Linked DNA regions of Mus musculus: region 1 is linked to region 2. The links are chromatin contacts, called in public HiChIP or PLAC-seq maps. All regions are on one chromosome and are shown on one strand. The core of a region is the stretch at or near the end of the contact, and the rest is flanking DNA. Distances in the headings are between cores, read along the strand shown.

Region 1 (3,530 bases), core at 125-2,624, 260 kb before region 2:
CCTCAACATGTTCTCAGATGATGCCATGTGATATATTAAGTTTGCATTATTTAGTTTAAGAGACTACAAATTCTTTAAAAAGATAATGATTTATCCATTTCAAAAGCATATTCTAAGAGGGCCCTAATATCTAAAGAGGCACAGACTATCATTGTTATGACTTCTGGTTTCTCCCTAAATGATTATGTGTTGGATAGAAGTTCTCTTCTATGATTGTATTAGGAATTGGTTGAATCCTTGAAGAGAAAATCATACTAGAATATGGATATGACATTGATATTATTTTATTTATATTACTGGGATTTCTGTAATCCTACTTATAAGAAGAACAGAATTAATGCTTTCTCAGCATATCTTTTGGACCTATATCTGTGTATAAATTTCTCTTTTGGTTGTAGAGTAATGACTGATGTTATGCACATTAGTAACAGAAGAGATTTACTTAGCTCACAAAGTTAGAAGCTGAGTATATAAAATTTTGTTGTCTTATATTTCAGCATCTTTTTCAATTTTTTTAAATTGCAGTACTGTGGATAATACCATGCCGGGCACTTAGAAAAAGAGATCACATCCCATCCAGAGAGAGAAAAAAAGTGATACCTATAATATATTCTTTGGGGCCCAATAAAGTACCATGAAGGACAAAGTTTTACAATGCAATGACGAGTTTAGGGTTATAAAATGTCAGTACAAATACTCATTTACTTGTGAATACTGTTCACCAGACATTTCATTCGTTGTAGACCAAAATTACATATTGTAAAAATTAAAAGGAGGGAGTGAGATTAAGGAAAAACAGATTTAAAAATGAAACTCAATGGAATATTTAGCTAAAAGGAAAAAGTATGGTGGAAGTTATGCTTTAGGATGTGGAACATTGGCAGCATATACCAGTTTGTAACTGGCTCTGAATGATCTTTGATGCAAAAACTATTTGGATATACAACATTTTTTTAAAAGAAAAGCTTTGCGTTATATATGATCTCCTCCAGTCTGCACTCTGCAACTTACAATACTTAATAAAAGCTACATTTGTGTTCAAGTGTGACTATGACAAACAAAATTATTCCTTTTACTCTTCTTCATTTATCCAAAGGATGGATAAAGTCTCAGGGTTTCTGTTTGTGACTTTTATTCTTCAGACTTCCTTAAACACGATTCTCATTATTGTGATCTTGTGTCTCTAAGTTTTTTTCACTACAATGATCCTAGAATTCATTCATTTCCAATTATAAACTATTTTGTCATGTGCACCACAGAAAGTGCAATTTATCACATCTAATGATATAGTTAAGAAGAATAGAAACAGACGTTGTCTTCTTAATAACCACATACTTTCAGTTCTAACATAGTGTGTTTTGCATAGTGGCCCTTAGGGTACACTGTATTCTTACAGTTAATACTGTTGCAATCCCAGAGGGCCAATAGATTCCTTCAGTAGAATAGACCTCTTCAAACAACAAAATCTCTTTATTTCAAATTTGTGTTCTTTGTTCCTCTTTACCTCACAGGAGACTAAAAAAAGGGGAAAAGGACTTCTTGTGGTTCCCTCTCGTAGAAGATGCCTGAAGTATAACAGAAAATTCTATCCTATCAATGTCCTGAGAAGTTCTTTATCCAGGGAAAACCAATTCTTCTCCTATAATTCCTTTCCTTTAAATATATATTTCACACACACACACACACACACACACACACACACACACACACACACACACACACAAACACACACAAACACACACAAACAATGTGCACACACAGAAGTAGACAAAATCCATGCACACACACACACACACATACACTCACACCATATAAGTTACATAGCATATTTCTGATATTATAGATATGAAAATAAGCAAAGCTTTAATCTAGTGTTCTGTTACCTTGACTGTCGATAGTGGGTACAAAACACAACAATCAAAAGAAAAGATTCATCACATTTATTAAGCAAAGGTTCTTATTCAGAACATGTACCAAGACATATTAGAAAATCTCAGTTTTTAGTGATACTCTTGGCTTCATTTGTGTTGCTGTGAGATTTGTCTCAAACCCTAGCTAGAGAAGCTGTACCTCATTGCAAATCAACATGTATAGATGTACATGATAGACCAACCCCCCTACCCAAAAATAAACAAAAATAACAAAAAAAAAACAATAGAAGAATCATTCACATGGTATGGTAACTTGCTACAAAACCAGAAGAATGTCTGAAAAGAGATAGGATTGAGACAACACAATTGTGTAACTTCCCATGAGTCTGGTTTGATTTGTATCTCAGGTTATTTGATCCTGTTAGTACTTTTACTGTTTCAGTATTAGGTAGCATTCTAGGTCAATATTTGTATGACTTCTGTTATGAGCTCACAACTCTATAGAATAGAAGACTAGTAGGAAGAATCTGAGGCATTTCTCCAAATTTAGGACTATACTGCATCATTGCTATGTAAATAACAAGGATAAACTCATTATTCATCCAGACAGAGTTATTAAGACTGAAGTGAATGATGATTAGAGATTAAAGAGAACTAGCAGTTCATGCAGAAGAACTAAGGGTGGCCCTCAGCATTCACACTTGGTGACACTCAAGGTACTGCAATGCCTGCAGTTCAGGAGATTCTACACTTTTGTCTAGACACTGGAATATACACATGGCATACAGACATATACATATGTAAATACAAAACCAAAGTTCAAAATAAGTTTTCTCTTGCTAGTTTATGATTATTATTCTCAATAAAATTTGGGATAAGTATTTATATTTATCTACAAAGGAATTCACTTGATGTCCTGTCTTTCTGCTGAGGTAGGCTTTATAGGTTTCCTCTCCCTACTGTTAAGCATTTCATCAAAGGTCCCTCCCTGTGAGACCTGGGAGTCTCTCAGCTCACAGATCTCTAGTGTAGTCTGGGTGGTCCCCCCAATCTTCTATTTGCTGAGGTTGCCTGTTTACATTCTTTCTGCAGGCCCTCAGGGCTTCAGTTGTTTTTCCTCACCCAATAACAGATCAGGTTCCCCCACCCCCATCCTCTTTCCCTTCCAAGTTCCTCCCTCCCTCCCCACTTATGATTGCTTTCTTCTCTCTCCAAGTGAGATTGAGGTTTCATCTCTAGAGCACTTCAGCTTGTTGAGCTTTTTGAATTCTGTGGACTGTATCTTGTGTATTCTGTATGGTTTTTGTTGTTGATGTTGTTTGGCTAATATCCTCTTATTAATGAGTACATACCATGCATTTCCTTTTGGGTCTGAGTTACCTCACTCAGGATGATATTATTTAGTTCCATCCATTTGCCTGCAAAACTCAGGATATCCTTGTTCTTTACAGCTGAGTAGTATTCCATTGTGTAAATGGACCACATTTTCTGTATCCATTCTTCTGTCATGGGGCATCTAAGATGTTTCCATCTTCTGGCTATCACAAATAAGGTCTTTATGAATATAGTGGAACATGTGCCCCTGTGTCATGATGGGCCATCTTTTGGGTATATGCCTAAGAGTGGTGTAGCAGAGTTTTCAGGTAGAAATATTTCCAA
Region 2 (3,934 bases), core at 777-3,276:
GAAATAGGGGCCAGCTTTTATCTTGGACCTGCAGAAGAGGACCTGCCTAGGGATCAATAAACACGTCCACTGAATAGTACAGGTGTATGAAAATTAGCAACTGGACAAAACAATAATATAATATTATTTCCACATACTATTATATATATATATTATATATAATATATATATATATATATTATAAAAATATAATAGTATGTGGAAATCCTTCCCTGGCATTCTCCTACATTAGGGCCTTGAACCCCAACAGGACCAAGGGCTGCTCCTTCCACTGATATACAACAAGGCCATCCACTGCCACCCACACAATAGGAGCCATGAATCCCTTCATGTGTACTCTTTGGTTCGTGGTCCAGTCGCTGGGAACTACAGGTGTCTGGTTGGTTGACACTGTTGTTACCCTCCATGGGACTGCAATCCTCCTGAGCTACTCTGTCCCTTCTCCAACTCATCCACTTAGGACCCCACACTCAGTCCAATGGTTGGTTGCAAGTATCTGCCTCTGTATTTGTCAGACCCTGGCAGAGGATGCTGGGAAGTGCTTGCTGTAAATTTTTTCTAGTTCTTCAATTTTATTTCGATAATCAATACTTTTGTTTTTGCATGAATATTTTACTTTTTATTACTATAGCTCTGTGGTACAAGATAATGTTATTTCCAGAAGTAAGTTTATAATCAGAGATCATTTTAGGCATCCTGGGGTGTGTGTGTGTGTGTGTGTGTGTGTGTGTGTGTGTGTGTGTGTTTCTATACGAAGTTAAAGATAGGGTTTTTTTTTAAAGATTTGTAAAGAGTTGTATTGAAATTTGATAAAGAAGTCATGGAATCTACAGATTGATATTAGTAGGATCTCCATTTTAAATATATTAGTCCTACTGATCCAAGAGGATAGGGGATCATTCTATCTTTGGAAATCATTAAGAATTTCTTTCTTTAAAGTATAAAAGATTTTTAATTTTACATTATATTTCTTTTACTTCCTTGGTTAAAGTTACCCCAAGATATTTTATATTATTTGAGGCTATTCTAAACACTGTTGTTTCCTTTATTTCTTTCTCAGTCATTTGTGTATAGGGGTAAAACTGTTGTAATAAAATTTTGTAGCCAGATACTTTGCTGAAAGTTTTTATTTACTCTCTTTTCCAGTGGAGATATATATATATATATATATATATATATATATATATATATATATATATATACTTAGTAAAGATACTTAGACTTCTGTCCAATTTGTATATTTGTTCTTCTTAAGTTCTCTTATTGCTCTCTAAAACATTTCAAGTACTGTATTAAATAGACTTGGAGATAGAATACAATCTTGTCCTGTTCCTGATTTTAGTTGAATTCCTTTGAGTTTCTCCTGATGTTGGCTCTAAGCTTGTTGAAATCTATCTTTATTGGGTTGACATATGTCCGTTGTGTTCGTAATATCACTAGGACTTGTATCATGAAAGATTGTTGGAATTTTGCGAAAGATCTTACTTAGTACATTTACTGAGATGTTTATGTAAGCTTTTTTTCTTTTAGTTTTTAATATGGTAAATTATACTTATCAAATTATATATACCAAAACATCCCTATTATGTTACCTTACATTCATCAAAATAATAATTATTTATAAAAAGTCTCATGTTATGAAGCAATCTGTTATAGAAATGCCTTCAACAATCATATAAACAAAATTGTCAGGGAATTGTTTGAGGAAATCATTCTCTTATGCACCAATGTAACAGTAGTCTCTTTTCATTTACATAAATCGTGTAAACATTGGCAAAATGGTTAGAATTAAAAAACAAAACTTGAGTGATAGTATATAAGACAGAAGAAACTTGTCCCGAGCTATTGTTCTCGCTAGCAAGAACGCACAAGGGACACAAGGATCCTTCTGCAGCCAAACTTTATTGCATATTGATGAGGAAGACAAAGAAGCCTCAGAAAGGCGCTGCTTAAATACCCCCTGGTGTGGCGTGTCCATGCCTGACTGGTTGCTTACCCACGATCTCATAGGCCCTGGGGGTGGGCTTGTGACTTTGGCCCGCATTACTCCTGCACATGTGCACAGTTTGTCTCCAAAGGCCGAGCTGGCACAGCGGAATCTGGCGCCATCTTGTGACGGCAAATGTTATTGCGGCTCTCCACAGAAACTGTCCCCTTTCCCTTTCTGAAGGAAAGTTTGGCAGTACATGAAGAAAAATTACTTGACAAATTCCAAGATTGATAGCCTAGAGGATTTGCTAATTAAAATAAAATTAATATAACGATGAGAACACCATAGCAAGGGATCAAGGATCCCTTGAAAACTAAAGAAGTATGCACCAAAAGACGTGCTATTATTTTCAATTTTATATACATTGTTAGTGGGCCAAAATATGTTAAGAGGATTTTCAGGGGCAGATATAGCTATCTCCTATGAGGCTATGCCAGAGCCTGGCAAATACAGAAGTGGATGCTCACAGTCAGCTATTGGATGGAACACAGGGCCCCCAATGGAGGAGCTAGAGAAAATACCCAAGGAGCTAAAGGGGTATGCAACCCTATAGGTGGAACAACAATGTGAACTAACCAGTACCCCCCAGAGCTCGTGTCTCTAGCTGCATATGTAGCAGAAGATGGCCTACTCAGCCATCATTGGGAAGAGAGGCCCCTAGGTCTTGCAAACTTTATATGCCCCAGTACAGGGGAACACAAGGGTCAAGAAGTGGGAGTGGGTGGGTAGGGGAACAGGGCTGGGGGGCGATATAGGGACCTTTCAGGATAACATTTGAAATATAAATAAATAATATATCTAATAAAATAACATAAAAACGAACCAGAGAGAGAGAGAGAGAGAGAGAGAGAGAGAGAGAGAGAGAGAGAGAGAGTTTCTGAAGTGTGACATTATTAATGACCAGGAGTAATTAACCCTAGAAGGAAAAAGGAGAAAGCACTGGAAATTGTAGAAAAGATTTAGAAATAGCTAGAAAGATGACTGTGCTGTTAAGACCTTTATCTACTCATGCTGAGAACTTATGTTTAATTCCCAGAACTCACCTGAGTAGATTATAACCATCTATAATTCTACTTCTAGGGCATCTGTGTATTATTCAGACCTCTTTGGATACCACTTATACACGTTATTACATATCCATGCAGGTAAATATACTTGTCTTTAAAATGAATTAACTGTGTCTTTTCAAAGAAAGAAAGCTGAATAACAAGATTCTGAAAGAATATAGATTACTGTGGGGGCCTCCCAGCCTGGAATGGGTTGAACCAGACACATGGAAAGACATAGGTGTAACTTCAAAAACTTATGGTTTTTAAATGCCAGATATTGTAGCTCTCTAACAACATTAAATGCTTTTTGATAACTTTTAAAAAGTCCTAAAAACTTTCTTGCTCATTTTGAGGGTTAAAATCTACTGGCATAGGCAATTAAAACCTGAAGCCTAGTGGCAGGGTATTGTGGAATGAATTATATTTAAATGAGGCATGGTAGGCTAGTTAAGTTTATGATATTTTTTTACTTTCTTTTCTGAGTCAGATTTCTCCTCTGAGTTTTCCCTCTGATTCATCACTATCCATATATATATATATTACTAATAATATCAGGAATTTTTCCTAAAATGTGATATCATCAGCCTTGCTGAGAGGAGCAAATACATCAATAACTTTACAATCCATGGTAGAACAATCTCAGGAAGATCATCTGCTAGTTTTTAGCTTCTCCTCGATGGCTCCTGGCAGATTACAAAATGGGAAACAGCCAGTGATTTAAGGGAGAGCTCAACTGATAAATATCCAGTGATGTGTGTGTCACAAGCTAAAACAGACTGCCCAGCAAAGAACAGACTGGCACTCCTAACCACAGAGAAAGCCTACAGTTCTCATAATCCTTAATAGCATCAATGGCATTTAATGTTTCATTGAATCTTCCTGCAGTGCATGGTAA

Evidence for each region. HiChIP or PLAC-seq counts read pairs in DNA pulled down with a chosen protein or histone mark.
Region 1: an SMC1A HiChIP or PLAC-seq map of large pre-B cells shows a contact between it and region 2, with 5 times the contacts expected there. The contact joins two enhancer-like sites. A contact is called at or near these places in 5 of 15 datasets of contacts at CTCF or cohesin (embryonic stem cells, large pre-B cells, pro-B cells and 1 more), 31 of 484 Hi-C or Micro-C datasets (the 63-12 cell line, B cells, differentiating embryonic stem cells and 8 more) and 3 of 115 datasets of contacts at active chromatin or transcription factors (embryonic stem cells and large pre-B cells).

Annotation. Positions count from the first base shown.
Region 1 is chr6:68,924,480-68,928,009 of GRCm38.p6, reverse strand. It overlaps Igk. Among named protein-coding and RNA genes, the nearest start is that of Gm25833, 390 kb to the right of the region's middle. Within about 2 kb of position 1,374, at least 9 of the 459 cell types and tissues checked have an H3K27ac peak or open chromatin away from gene starts, as enhancers often do. A contact at or near this core is called in pro-B cells, where this site is marked.
Region 2 is chr6:68,666,778-68,670,711 of GRCm38.p6, reverse strand. It overlaps Igk. Among named protein-coding and RNA genes, the nearest start is that of Gm25833, 140 kb to the right of the region's middle. Within about 2 kb of position 2,026, at least 3 of the 459 cell types and tissues checked have an H3K27ac peak or open chromatin away from gene starts, as enhancers often do. A contact at or near this core is called in pro-B cells, where this site is marked.